2 separate regions of the Gossypium hirsutum genome follow, and region 1 is linked to region 2. A link is a contact called in public Hi-C data. All regions are on one chromosome and are shown on one strand. The core of a region is the stretch at or near the end of the contact, and the rest is flanking DNA. Distances in the headings are between cores, read along the strand shown. Region 1 holds the start of LOC107888792. Region 2 has its middle 42 kb from the start of LOC107888779.

What was found. Hi-C and Micro-C count contacts between places; a contact is called where the count stands out from the background.
Region 1: a Hi-C map of leaf shows a contact between it and region 2, with 1.9 times the contacts expected there. The contact joins the promoter of LOC107888792 here to the enhancer-like site in region 2. A contact is called at or near these places in 2 of 34 Hi-C or Micro-C datasets (both in leaf).

The regions. Positions count from the first base shown.
Region 1 is chrA09:46,753,554-46,758,643 of Gossypium_hirsutum_v2.1, reverse strand. LOC107888792 reads left to right here and starts at 1,555. Exons shown (of 3, transcript XM_016813010.2): 1 at 1,555-2,331; 2 at 3,266-3,828; 3 at 4,390-4,747. The coding sequence starts at 2,242. The coding sequence ends at 4,477.
Region 2 is chrA09:46,266,347-46,271,186 of Gossypium_hirsutum_v2.1, reverse strand. No RefSeq gene overlaps it. Among protein-coding and RNA genes, the nearest start is that of LOC107888779, 42 kb to the right of the region's middle. Within about 2 kb of position 2,811, at least 7 of the 9 cell types and tissues checked have an H3K27ac peak or open chromatin away from gene starts, as enhancers often do. A contact at or near this core is called in leaf, where this site is marked.

The DNA of each region.
Region 1 (5,090 bases), core at 306-2,805, 490 kb before region 2:
GTAATTTTGATTTTAAACAATTAGACAAGATCCGACCGTAGTAGATATGTTATAATATTTTTTCTGCCTTTATCTAGGAGTTTTTTTTGTTTAATTAAATCTTTAATCAAACCCAACCCAAGTTAAAAGGAACAATTTTCAAGCTCGATGCTATCAACCAAATTACCTTTCCATTTAAAACAAATTTAATATTACACATTATACTAATAAAAATCATTATCAAACCAAATTTATTAAATTAAGATAACGTGGTAATAGCTCAAAAAAGAGCTTTAAACAAATAGTTATTAAAGGAGATGGTGTTGCAATTATTAAGAAACGCCAAAATAATTGAACATGACATTCCTAAATATATTAACTCCAACTCTTTTTTGACACATGACCAGATCAGATAATTTGATGTTTGATTTTTTTCACTCTACCTTTTTACTGAAAGCAATTATAATAATTTATGGTTCATTTAATCAAAGGATGAAACTAACTTAAAAAGTTTGGAATTTGTTTATTGGAAAGTATAATGCACTGTTAATTCACGTTATTCGAAATGATTTAGCAGTGGTTAGTAATGTTAATGAAATCAGAATGATTCATAAATGATGTATCAAAATTTAGTAAGTAAATTTTCTGCATTTTATGAAGGACAGTAATAAAGTTGTTTATTGTCTATTTAAGACAATAAGAGATGGAATTGATCAGTTAGTGGTCCTCGTTGATCCACCGTCTTACGTGAGAGACTTGTTGGAGGAGGATATTCATTGGTCATTGCTAGAAGTGGATGCAATACATTAACTTCGCTGGATTTTTAGGCATTTCTTAAGCTTTATTTTCTACCAAAAAAAAATGAAATTTGTTTAATTATTTATATTAAAATAAAAGAAGTTTGACTTACCTGGTATAAAATTATTAATATTTTAATAATTTAACAGTTGTATTTATTGATATAATTATATTTTTCATATATATAAATTTTCGAATTGATTTAATATCTCTATCATATCGATCTAAAATACTTTATATATTGATATATATTCAACAATTATTTTTTTTATAAAACAAATCGTTAGAAAATTTTAATTTACATCAAATTTGATATACATGATTTATATGAATAAAGTGTTAAATCTAATAATAGAATCATTAAGATATTAATTGTGCAAAAAATACAAAAGGATATAAGTGAATCCCTCTTTAAAATAAAATACTATATATGATTATTTTAAACTTAATATTCATATCTATTTTTATAATTTATATTTGAAATTCGTGATTATCCTTTTTAATAATATTATTTATATGATTTAGAGTACATGTATTATATACTTTTATATACCATCACTAATTTATTATTTATTTTGATACCATCATTATAGTTATATTATAGAAGCAATGAGGCCAAATAAGAAGTATATTATAGACAAGCAAGTTAGAAGTCACAACTTGTGTTCTAGTTTAATTAAAATTCCATTTATTTTTTATTTGCTGTCACGTTCTTTGCATTATTGTCCGACATTTTTTTTCCAATAAAAAGAAGCCCCCCAAAAAAGGACGCATTCTTCTATTTCTTTATACAGTTAAAAAAATAGCAGGACACTGTCATGTTCTTTATCATCAGTACTTTTCAGTGAGGTTCATTTTCCCTTTTTTTTTTAATAAAAAAGAACTTGTATTTTTAAATAAAGAATCTAAAATTTAAAATTTAAACTAAATAATAAATTTTTTTATTGTTCAAAATAATATTTATTATGTAATTAAAATTAAAAATTGAATTTAACCCTTTTTTTACACCCCATGGTATCTGAAATCACATTGAGTTTCGAGCCGAGAGTGATTGGTTCAATTGTTAAGATTTCGTTCTTACGGGGACTGCCTCCGGATTATATGCTGTCGAGTTATTTTTCGATGCCAGGTTCATATACGATTCTAGTTGAAGTCGGTAACTTAAATAAAAGTTCTAATTGGAGTCAATATTCTATACAGTAAATGAGTTTTGGAGTTATATATATAAATAAGCAGTGAGTTTTTGAGATCTCTGTCAGTAAAATTAGCTTATAGGGCTTGTAGAAAGGAATAGTGATTTGTTTGATAATTGGCAAATAGTCGATTGCATTTTCTTGTTTGTGTTACCGGCTGAGGATCCTCAAACCTCGCAGAAGAAAGAAGAAAGAGAAGAATCATGGAACAAGATAAGTTGGATTACGTACTGGTTCCATTGGGACTGCTGCTGCTTTCTCTCTATCATCTATGGCTTCTTTGCACCATTATCAAGCATCCTACAAGGACTGTCATCGGCTTAAATGCCCATTCTCGTCACCAATGGGTTGTCTCCATGATGTCTGTCAGTCTCCCTCTCTCTCTCTTCTGCCATTTGTTATTTAGATTAATTCTGAGTAATGGGTTCTTTTCAAAGTTTTGGAATTTCTGTACCTATGGGATCAAAACCTGTTAGGAACATCGTTATATTTGTAGGATGTAGAGTTCTCAACTTTTAAATTGTTCTTTGACTTTAGGGAGTGATGTATTTAACTTTGAAGGTGGCCTGATCTGTTTCGTACAAATACCTTACAATCTTCGGAATGGAAATAATGTAATAACTGTTTAAGTGTAAATCTACTGTTTTGAGTATCACAAAAGCAAGAATAAACGAAAGACACAGTACTTATTATGCTGGTATCTCTCTGAATTTGCTTTCTTGTGGCTGATTTGGGGAGAGCTTGATGAGCCAATGACTAGTTAAACTTTTGGTGTATTTCCTTCCTTTTGGCTCAATTGGTTAATTGATACTTTCAATATACTTGCTACTAGAGGTTGAAAAGTTAATAAAAGTCAAAAGAAATGACGAAGAGTTTAATGACTTGAACAAAAAGGAGCGATTACAAATGGTTTGACTGTAACACACATTCAAGTGTAATCATTCCTTATAAAAGTCACATTCAAGTAGTAAAAGTAACTATATTTCTCGTCAATTGCTAAATGTTGATGCTATAGATGCTGTTGTTTCATCAATAGAAAAATAAATAAATATACTTCTGAGCTGCTTGTGAGATTGCAGAAACAGACGGCTCCCAAATCACGACATGCCTTTTTGTTGTCTCTCTTTTAATGAGCTTAACATGATGATTTGTAGTTCTTTTATTAAAAGACTGTAGCATCCTTCGCTGGTCTGAATTTGATAAATCCAGAACACATTACAATATGGAAACTTTTTCTGTTTCCATAGAATGCCAGTGTGCTTGTACTAAGCATGATATTGTCGTTGATGTTTCAGGATCCGTTGAAAAATGGTGTTCTAGCAGTACAAACAATACGCAACAACATAATGGCGTCGACACTTTTGGCCACGATAGCAATCACTCTCAGTTCACTGATTAGTGTTTTCGTTAGCAGCAGCTCAGACTCTGGCAACACAAGCTCCGAAATAGTTTTTGGGAACAAGACTCGGCTACTGTCTTCCATCAAGTATTTTTCCATCTTGTTGTGTTTCCTTGTTGCTTTTCTTTGCAATGTGCAGTCTATTAGATACTACGCCCATGTAAGCTTCTTGGTCACGCTCTCTTCACCCATAGACGACATGGAGACAGTTGAGTATGTTGCAAGAAACTTAAACAGAGGAAGTTATTTCTGGTCACTTGGACTGCGAGCCTTCTACTTATCCTTCTCTCTATTGCTATGGATCTTTGGGCCTATACCCATGTTTCTTTGCAGCTGCATGATGTCTTTCCTTCTCTATTTCTTGGACACAACAAGCAGTTTCACACGTCAACTTCATCGCCACTCGTTCAATGAGAATTCGTTGAAAGCTGATGATCTCGAATCTGTTAGTCTATTATCGTAAGTGCTTTCGATCTTTTCTTCTAAATTTAATCAAAGCTATGGCATTTTCAAGAAGGCTTTGTTTCATGCACATGATTAAGATCTTAGTGACTTATCCCAGAAATATGTTCAAGTCTTCTCTCTAGGATCAATTTCCTCGTTGATCCAGAAATTTTATTGGTGGATTCTTGCTAATAATTATTGATATTCATGCTGGAATTGTATTCTTTTTTTCTCTTGAATGGGATGACAGGGTTTGAAACTGTGTCATCTAAGTGCCGGGATAAGAACTTTAACCACTGTTTCATATAAGTCTTGGCGTCTATATATATATATATATGAAAAGAAAATATTACCTTGTTAGGAGAGTGGGGAGTAAAATGAATGTATAATATGCATAGTAAAGTATGCTACTACTATAGTGTTTAGAAATTGGTGATGCTATATGCAAGTGATCCTTAGGACAATTAATATATAGGAAACTTAAGGATACCCCTTGGACTTTGTTTACTCACCCTTGTGTATAGCTTTTACTATTTTATGTTTATGTAAAGTGAGAAGTATGTTGGGCATCCGCAGGGAGAAATATTCTGTGGAAGAAATGAACTTTCATTGCCCTCTACTACATGCTGACTCCAATTCTTCCACAACCTCAAATCACTGCTAACTCCAAGATTTAATGGTAATTCTACTCCCAACATTTTTAGGTAAAATATGAGAAATTTTAAATTTTCAAGAAGAAGAAGAAGAAGAATATTAGGATAACTATTTATTTTATTAGAAGATATGAATGTTTTTATTTTAACTTTGGCATTTTTATTTATTTCTATTGACTTTGCCCAGATAGTTTATGTTGTGTATTATCTTAAATTTACACATACAACTTATTGATGTAAGAAGGGTTTGAGAATTTAATGCAATCAACGGTGAACAAAAATAAAGGAATTTTATATCTTTGTAAAAAAAATTCAAAAAATTTTGGGTTGATTATTTGTTTGTGTTAAATTATAGATTAAAAGTTTGAAGATTAAAATATGCTTTAAGTCATTATATACTTTGTACACTTAGAATTTAGTCTCCTATTTTTATTTTCAAGAATTCAAATTTAAAAATCTGAATTTAGTTCTTATTATTGTTAAAATTCTTCTATTAAATTTTCTAAAGTAACATTTTGAAATTTTATATATATATATATTCTTAGTAGTCACGTAACAATAAAGATAATTTTAAAAATATTCATTAGGATTAAAAAAAAAGTTTGAATTATTATCATAAAATAA
Region 2 (4,840 bases), core at 1,562-4,061:
GGTATTGAGATTTCATAGATTCTTCTGTTTCCCATGTAACTTCTTCAATTCCATGTTGACGTCACAATACTTTAGCCAATGGAATATGTTTAACTAGTTCCTCTTTATAAGTTAGATAAGTTGCAAATCAATTTCATCCGTAGATAGCATGTGTGACGGATCTGATCGATAATGAAGGAGCATCAGAAACATGGAAAACGTTATGAATTAACTTGTGAAGGGCACAACTCTTTTAAGTGACCATATTTTTCAAAAGAAAAATAGATGGTTGGTAAAGCTTCGTATTCCACCCTTTGCAATTCTCCATTCACCATAACTTAGGAAACCAAAGGTTTATCAAGGTCAACGAAAACGGCCATTGTAGCAATTGCTGTCAGTATTTAGGTCAAGCTTGACCACCTTGCCCATCAAGCCTCCAACTACTTCCAGTATTCTCCTTTTATACATAAAGCCCGGGAGACCCGACAATCTAATCTACACCAAAACCATACTCAAGTAAGGTTTCTTGAGATTGAAAAATTTTATTCATGGCTGAACAGTGAGGTATTGATCATATATAATCTATGGTCCTTGCGACAAAGCTTTATTATAATCCTTGATGCATGAAGTTTAGCAAAAAAATAGCCATTCTCAATATCCATTAGATGGAATGACTTTGTTGGGATACCATAAACTACTAATCTGATTAAAAAAGGTAGCGTAACCAATATTCCGACCCAACAAATTCAGCACCACCATTGTCTCCATATCCTTGAACAGGATCTATTGAATATGTTCTGCTAATTCTATAGTCGGGATACCATTAACCATAGTCTTTTTAACATCACCTTCAAGGAAATCAAATTTGTTAGCACTATCATTTCCAGCAGATTGAAGCCTTTCACCTTGCTTATAAGCCTCTTTTCCAAGCAGCATATGTTTCCAAGAGACCTTTGATGGCGAATCCAAGCCCTCTATCATTTCAACATCCCCATCACCATCGCTTTCTTTAGATTTGACTTTTTTCATTTCTCAATCATCGGTCGACCAAGATTCAAAGACACTAGCAATTTCCAGAGAAGAATCCATCGTCTATATCATTTTAAATAGAATTAGATACATCATATATCAAACTAAAGAAAATAATTTTTAAGTTCATCTATTAATAAATAATATATGTTTAAGTATATAAATTATCTATTACTTTTTAAATGTGTTTGATAAACCATTCAAAAATTTTCATTTAATTTTTTAAATGTGTTTAATAATCATTTTAATATTTTACTTAATATAAAATTTCCAACAAAAAAGTGTTGAAGGGTCTGTTTGATTAACCACTGAAAAAATTTTCATTAACTGAAAATTAATATTTTCAATAATTTAATTTTTTAAATACGTTTAATAATTACAAATAAAAACTATTTGCTAGATTTATTCAATAAAAAAATGTTGAAAATAATAAGTAGATAAGAACAACTTATCACTTAATAAAGAATATGTTAAGTTGAATAATTTTATTTATTTATATTGAAGACTATATTATCCTTTAATTATTTTGAATAGCATCTTATCAACTAAATGGTCATTTAAATTAATTATTTTGTTTAAGATATTAAACTTGAATTTTACATTGTTCTTGATTTAATATTTATTTTTTAGATTTACGATATTTATATTTTTAAGAATATAATTCAAAAATTATATATATTTATTAAGAATATACTTTATTCCAAATTTTTAATATGTATAAAATGTTAATTTAGAATTGAAATTTGCTTAAAATAATATTAAATATTCAAAATATGAGGACACAAATGTAAAATAAAAAACTTTCATAATTTTAAATTTAAAATTTATCAAATAGTCTAATTATACTCAATGTTTAATTTTAAATAACATGTCAAACAAATTTCATAATTCAAATTCATCACGTAACTTTTCAGCACTTATGGCACGTTTGGTTCATTGGAATGTAATAAAGCTGTAATAAAATGGTTATTTTGTAATAATGGAATATGATTGTAATAGAATTGAATATGCAGTGGTTTAGTTGGATGTAATGGAATATAATTGTAATAAATTAAATTTATTTATTTATAACTTTCTCCTAGAACATTCTCTACTCCTAGAAGAGTGTAGAAAAAAACCCAGAAAAAATGTTGAAACCAAGCAATTAATAAAAAAAGAAATGTATTTTTTTTTAAAAAGATCAACATATAAGAGTAAAAGACATGTCATCCTTCTACTACTAATGAGGCTGATCATTTTAATTTAGAAAAAAGAATAAAGCCTTTCATGGTCGATGAAATTGAGATTTTGGGACTTTGGTAGTCCTTCAACCGAAGTGAGATAAGCAACCATAGAAAGACCAGAGAAAACTCTTGAGACCTTTTATTGGCTTAATCTTCAACCTAAAAGCTTATGAAAATTGATTTTTTTTCAGATTTTGGCACCAGTCGCTGCCTTCTTCCACCTTCATAGTATCAAAACATCCTAAAATTTCTCCCAAATGTTCTTTTTTTTATTCCTTTTCTTGTGAACAACCAGAATATAACAGATCTAAGAAAGCAAACCACTATTTCCTTCTTCTTAGCGTCCTCCATTGCCCCAACTTCTGGCCATATCCAGAACTCTCTTTTTTCTGTTTCTGTTCTATTTTTGCTTTAGATTTCGATAACAGTTGGATAATGCTAAACTTCTATTTGGAAATTAGTGAAATCTTGAAGGGTATTTTGGGAATATATCATCTTTGATAGCGTTGAATGGCTCTTCTTTGGGTGGAGGTCGGAATACAAATCATTAAATAGAGCCTAAATTCTATTCTATTGAATAGTAGATCCCACGAACCAAATGAAGGAATAAGAAATACAGCTGAATCATGTGCTATTCGGTTGGCTATTACAGCCAACCAAACATACTTTTAAATTTTCATTTCTTAATTTCAGTTTACCAGACAACACCTAAGATAAGTAGGTAGGTAACTACTTATCACTTTAATATATAAAATACTAAGTTGATTTTATTTTATTAAGAAGTTGATATAAATTATCTTTCTTAAAAAAAATTAGATATTCAAATTAACATATTTATTTTTCATACAAAATTATCCAAAATAATATAAAATATTATATTAATAAGATTAGAATTAAAAAATAAATACTATTTTAGAAATTAATATTTATTTTTATCAAACAACATAATTATATTTACTAATTTAACAAACAATTTTCTAATATAAATTCGAAACTTCTAAAATTTAGCAATAAAAATCAGCACTTAAATTTTCAGTTTATCAAACACACCCTTAAATAAAAAAATCATCTAATTAATAAATTCAAATTAAATAATAAAAATGTTCAGATAAATATTAATTAACTTTTACAAATTTTTTATATTATATTTTTTAGAATTAAATGATCCGAATTCTTATTTAAATAAAATACAGTGGTAAAATAAAATAAAGTAAAATCCATATAGAACTACACTTTTTTTATTTTATTTTAGAATAAGATTTTTTAAACCTTATTAAACTCGATCTATTTTATATTCATTAGAATAAGGTGTTTCAATCTTACTAGAATATGGTTTTACAAGCCTATAAATAGACAAAGTTTATTCCTCTTGTAATCATTCGAATTCGACATGGTGAATTTTCTTCTCCTCTACCCGTGGTTTTTTTCCGAAAGGGTTTCCACGTAAAATCTGTGTGTTCTTTATTTTTATTTTATTGTATTTTCACAAATTGGTATCAGAGCTTCTGGGTTGTTCATCTCGGTCACTATAATGGCGTCTTTGAAGAATGAAATTCTGCTATTGGATCGCAACACCAGATTTGCATTGTGGCAGATTAAAATGCAAATAGTTCTTGCGTAGATGAATCTGGAGTATGCCTTGCTAGGGATAGATAAGATGCTTTCGACATTAACAGATGAAGAGAAGAAGTGTAAGGAAAAGAAGCGTAAGGATCGAAAGGCGTTAACACAATTACATCTGTATTTGTCCAATGAAATTTGCAGGATGTGATGAAGTAGAAGACCGTCGTTGCATTATAGAAGAGGCTAGAACAAATATGTATGTCGAAAACTCTAACAAGCAAGTTGCATATGAAGCAGCGTCTTTATGCTCATCGTTTGGAAGAAGGTGCGTCCGTACAAGAACACTTAATAGTATTTAAAGAAATTCTCTGAAACTTGGAGGCCATGGAGGTTCAGTATGATAAGGAAGATCTAAGGTTGATTCTACTTTGTTCATTGCCCTCGTCTCATTCAACCTTTAGAGACACGATTTTATATAGCTGTAATTCTCTTACAGTTGATAAGGTTTATGATTTTTTGACCTCATATGATAAGATGAAACATCTTGTGGTTAAACCTGACTCTCAGGGAGAGGGGGTCTCATTGTTTGTGGAAGACAAGATTAGAATGTTGATGATAATCGTGGAAAGACATAAGAATGGAATCCTTGTGGTAAATCTAACTGTAGATCGAAGTCTTCAAACAGAGGTAAAACTTGTAACTTCTGCAAGAAGAAAAAGCACATTAAATCAGAGTGATATAAGCTACAGAACAAGATTAAAAGAGAGGTTGAGAATTAAAAGGGAAAATAACTAGAAAATTTCGGTGACGCTGATGTTGTAGAAGACTACAGTGATAATGACCTTCTAGTCACTTCTATCAACAATTCTAAAGTAAGCGAGGAGTGGATACTTGATTCAGGCTGCACCTTCCATATGAGTCCCAATCGGGATTGGTTTACAACTTACGAAACAGTGTCTAAAGGTGTTATTTTGATGGGAAATAATGTTTCGTGTAAAATTACAGGTGTTGGAACAATTAAAGTTAAGATGTTTGATAGAGTTGTC